2 separate regions of the Gossypium hirsutum genome follow, and region 2 is linked to region 1. Evidence: chromatin contacts called from public Hi-C data. All regions are on one chromosome and are shown on one strand. The core of a region is the stretch at or near the end of the contact, and the rest is flanking DNA. Distances in the headings are between cores, read along the strand shown. Region 1 holds the start of LOC107920230. Region 2 holds the start of LOC107919389 (protein MAINTENANCE OF MERISTEMS-like).

Region 1 (2,700 bases), core at 191-2,690:
TTTCGTGAATAAGTATGCAACTTGCTATTCCATCTTAACATGTTGCAACTTAATCTCTTCTTGCAGCACTTTCTCATTGATGAAGTGATAATGAACCTCCACATGTTTAGTTCTTATATGGAAAACTAGGTTCTCCACCAAACGCATTGATGACACGTTATCAAAGAACAGAGGAGTAGCACACTCTATTGGTTAATGCAAATCCCGTAACACTTGCATGAGCCAAGTACTTTCTCGAGCTACCATCGTTACAGCTCGATATTTAACTTTTGTTGTTGACAAAGAAACAGTTGACTGACTTTTATTGCATCAAGAAACTGCTTCTGACCCAAACAAAAACACATACCCAGTCGTTGAGTGTTGGGTATCATGATCACCCATATAATCAACATCATAATAACCAACCAGCTTACAGTCTCCTCTTGTATGAGAACTCCCTTTATCTCGTAAACTCTCTACCTTGTCCTTGTTTCTTTTCGATCTACATTGCTGTTTGAAATTCCAACTTCTCTTGTTGGCATAAACTGTTTGCTCCTCCCATATTCTTTGCTAACGCTTCATGACCAGCAAGCAAATTCTCAAACTCAACAAGTGATGGTTGGGTTTGTTATCCTTGTACTATAGCAACAAAGCCTCTGAACTCTAGTCTCAGACCATGTATGATTATCCTCTTCACCCTAGTGTCCCCAATCAGAGCTTGTGGATCCAAATCACCAATCTCTCAGCATAACGAATTCACCTTGTGGAAATACTACGAGATTGTCATGTCACGTTGTGCCATCGACAATAATTTGCCCTCGAAGAGTTGAAGCTTTGTGTCATTTCTCTTGGAGAACAAACTTGCCAATGTATCTCATGTTTCTTTGAGAGTTTTGACATTCTGGATGTGCTCCAGCATGTCCTCTTCAACCATCGTCTTCAATGCAAACCATTGCTTTACCGAATTTTATTCCATTTTTCTTAGTGTGCCACTTGCATCCTCAACTTTCAATTGTGTCACTTCATTTAGGTTGACCAAAGCTAAACTTTACACAACAATAAACACTAACAAAATACATTGGAGTTGATATTCAACATTGTATTCCTAAGTTCAAACGCAACAATGCTGCCCAAAAAAGTTAATCCAGAACTAATTTTGTAATTAATGAACCGTAGATGCGTATCTATCTTGCTAAGAACTACCCGGTCTGAAAATTTTTAATACGAAAATTTCCAATAATTAAGACAAAAATATGTACTAAAACCTTAGATTTAAGTAAAGATTCTAAATTTATGTCAGTCAAAAAAAAAAAAAATCTGAACTCCGGTAATGATAGTGGTTCTTGTATAGTGACAACTTTTCGTAGCATCATATTTGGAGTAAATGCTGCATTAATAGTAATAATGATTTTATTTAAAAAAATTTTGAACAACAGTAACTATATCTATATTTTATATATATATAGGAGAATGCAAAGATTGAATTGTAAGAGCCAAGAGGTGAGTAAGAAGAAGCAATAAAAGGTCTATTTTTCAGACAACCCAAAAAAGCTCTCTCATTTTCAACCGGCGGTAATACCCTGTTCATCCATCCTCTCTTCTTAAAAGGCTTGAAGGGCAAAGAACATTCAAAGTGTTGGTGCATATTATATATATATATAAGTAAAGGCGAAACCTTGAGAGAAAGAAGTTTCCAGTGCCTCAAACTTGAAGTGGTGTTTTTTTTTTTTTGTTAAGGCATGTTATTATTAATGGAGGATAGGATACTATCATTCTACATGCATACATGGGAATAGGATGGCTCTCTGATCATGTTTACAAGTGTTTTTGCTTGATTCTGCTCCTTATACAACAAGGTTGGTTGGTGTGTTTTTGGGTTAATGGGTGGTGAATATTTCTGGGAAACGGTGCCACCTACGGCCACAGTGGATCCATTGAGTTTAGAGAGGGAAGAGCATTGGAGACGTTTCGACAACTCGGTGAATGCGGTGTCGTTTGGGTTTGTAGCTACTGCAATTCTCATATCAATGTTCCTTGTTATGGCTATCTTCGAGAGGTTCCTCAGGCCAACTTCCGATACCTCAACAACCCCTAATGACCTTGAGTCTCACAATATTTTCAATGCCAAGCTTAATTGCCCTTCTCCCAAAGTAAGCTCTCTCTCTCTCTCTCTAAACTTTCCCCCTTTTTTTTTTCGGTTGAATTCAAGTATTCGAAATTTGCCATAAGATTTTCTTGGTATGTGGAAACAAAATGGAATGAGTGATCCAGAATAATAGAAAAGGATTATACATGAAAACTTTAATATTAGAAATGGTTACCTTTCACTCTCTTTCTATCTCTATATGTGTTTCTTGCAATTTGATGTTTTATTTTTGCTGTTTAGCAGAGTTAATGAGTGGGCTTGGCAGCATGATTGTGACTCTTCTTTTGTTCTGTCTGTAATTATAGCTAATTTGGTGCATCACTTTGATCATTATGCACACTGCATTGTTGCATCAAAACTAATCCATTTCGTTACTACACTTTTATCATAAAGTTTGTGCTCTTCTTCTTTTATCTTCCTCCCTCATCTTTTCGAATACCCGAAGAAATTCGAAAAATAAAAAAAAAACTATCATGGAGTAGTACAATTGTATTTTGTCTTTTTTACTAAAAAATTAAATAAATTAGTTTCTATACATTAGATTAAAGAATAAATTGATTTTTTTGTTAAAATTT
Region 2 (2,700 bases), core at 23-2,522, 140 kb before region 1:
CCACTAAACAAAAATGGTTTCCCTATCTCACAGTACCACTGTATATACTCTAACGAGAGCTACAGATCCAAAGCAAGATCCATCTAAGGTACCCTCCCCAATTGGTGGTTCCACATTGTAATATATTCTTCATGCACTTCTCCCCAATCATTTCCATACCTCCCCCTCCTACTCATCTCATGGATCTCCCCCAATTGTACTGGCAATGTCAGGATATACTGTATGCAGCCGAATTACCGGAGTACTCGATTGCCATGATACCACCACTACCTGAAAATTGATAACGGATGCGCTAATGCACCATAAGTTTGAGTGGACGTGGGCAGATGAGGGAATAATCGCCATAATTTTTGGAACAGAACACGATATCTAAATGAACTGCAAGTTAATAACATTGTTATATTAACGCGGGTCGAGTGAGATAAAATAATAAAACTAAGTTTATATTGGAAAAAGTTACCCCCTCTCTAGCATGATTATCAATCATCAGACGGTATATCGGAATCGTGTATGACCTCTCGATACTCGAATTAGTACTCCATCTACGAAAACAAATTATTAGAACAATATAATCTGAAAAAAAGTCAACTAATCCTTATAACGAGTAAGAATTCATCACCTATTAACGAGTGGAAATGTATATGACTGATGACTAATGGATGCCAAGAATGGCATCCGGTAAAGTGCCCACGACTACAGCAGTATGAGGCATTCGCCTATGTCCATCGCAGAAGGATCTGTCATCCGAAAAAGTTCTCGATACAGCATGGCTAAAACTACGGACCCCCAACTATATGAACGGGTGTTATGCAAATTGGATAATAGAGGTAAGTACATCAAGTGGACCGTATTGCCGTTTGCATCTGGCATGAGTACACCACCTATAAGGTGCATAATATAAGCTCGAACGGCCTGCATCACCTCCCGTTCATTGGCAGTACTTGGAAAATACTCAAAATTGGCCTTTAGCCATGAAAATCTCAAATTGGTAAATTTCCCCTCACTTGGCGAGGGTCTAAGTAATTCATAATAAGGGGTAGCCGGCCTAGAGATTGAACTTACGCCCGTGACATCATTCCCGTCAATGGGAAGCCCGAGCTGTAGTGCAACATCTTCTAGAGTGACGGTACACTCCCTGCACGGAAAATCAAATGTGTGGGTCTCCGAACGCCATCGCTGGACTAAAGCGGAAATCAAGTCGTATCGTAGATCAAAAGTCCGGATCAATGTCTCTAATCTGAACCAACTAACTCTAAGTTTGGTATTAGGCATTCATCTGGTAGAAACTCTACACTATTAACACGGCCCCTCAATATGCGGTACGGACCTTGACATTATTAAATTAGCAAAATAGTTAATACAATATAATTTAATTCAGCAAATAACATGAGTATCAAATAAAAATTTTATTACTATCTCATTAATAGTACTTGATATGTGATTATTATTATTAATCAAAGAACCCATTTGCTGCAAATCTGTAATTAAAAAAATGAATTCATTTAATTTGTTTCAAAAAATACAATAAATTATTTCAAATTTCAGAAACAAAACACGGCCAAAACTACCTAAAAGTGCATTAAATGGAATTCGAAGATTCATATCCTACTTGTTATTGTAGATAAAGATATCCATATCCCATATTTTTTCACACAGCTAAAACTCTACTCCCATTTCTCAAAATAAGAATCTTAATTATGAGTTTTGGGGAACGCTTTTAATTGATACTATTAATGTATTATTATCAATTTTTTTAAATTTTTTTAAGTTGCTGTTAAGTATTGATATATTAATAATTAATTTATATTCTTCAATATTTCTACAATCATTTTTTTATAAAAATAATTTTAAAGTACATAAATTTATGAAAAGAGTCCGTTATGATTAAACTTGGACAAATTGATATCCAAGTTGATATAAAAAAATTAAATGAGTTAACAGCAACTATTAACATACCAATACTTAACAGCTTAAAAAAATTAAATGAGCTTAAACATCATTTGCCCAAATTCATTTTCAAAATGAAATAATTTTTAATTTTTTTATAAACTTATATGTTAAACTCACCAAATACTAAACTAAACACAACAATTTATAACTTAATCCTAAATTACTAATAAATTAATTTTAAAATAATTACAAACACAAAAATTTATAACATAACCCTAAATTACTAACAAATTGATTTTAAAATAATTATAAAAAACAAAAAAAACTACATTCATACAAAATATTAATCCAAAACTATAAACACTAAATATAAATAATTTATAATTAATAATTAATAACAAAAAAAATTACAATATCTTAATTAAATTCTTTAAATTATAAATAAAATTATTTACTAAAATAATACATTACTTTTTTTTCTTCTCCTTTCTCTCTTTTCTTTCTCTTTTCCCGTGGATGGGGTTTGGGGGACCATGCTTATAAGGTCCCCCATTTGCAACTTTTTCCCATTGAAGGGATTAGACACAACAGCAGCATGATGCAACAACAGTTGCTAGGAGATGGAGCGAGGGAGCGGGGCATGCATGCATCAATAGATGCTGCAGGAGGGGTACTGTGCGGGTGGAGGGGGCAGCAGGGTAGGGGGCATGCAACAGCAAATGCTGTAGGAGGGGGGACTGCGCGGGTAGACCATTCGCACCTACCTGTCAGGCTCAATTAGTCTCGCCTATCTGACAGGCGCGACCCGTT

The links. A called contact is a pair of places that touch in the nucleus more often than the background predicts.
Region 2: a contact with region 1 is called in a Hi-C map of hypocotyl, with 5 times the contacts expected there. The contact joins the promoter of LOC107919389 here to the promoter of LOC107920230 in region 1. A contact is called at or near these places in 11 of 34 Hi-C or Micro-C datasets (callus, hypocotyl, leaf and 1 more).

The regions. Positions count from the first base shown.
Region 1 is chrD13:9,749,346-9,752,045 of Gossypium_hirsutum_v2.1, reverse strand. It overlaps LOC107920230, which reads left to right and starts at 1,440. Exons shown (of 3, transcript XM_016849824.2): 1 at 1,440-2,129. The coding sequence starts at 1,860.
Region 2 is chrD13:9,885,797-9,888,496 of Gossypium_hirsutum_v2.1, reverse strand. LOC107919389 (protein MAINTENANCE OF MERISTEMS-like) reads right to left here and starts at 1,272. Exons shown (of 3, transcript XM_016848861.1): 1 at 698-1,272; 2 at 461-542; 3 at 178-270. The coding sequence starts at 1,272. The coding sequence ends at 178.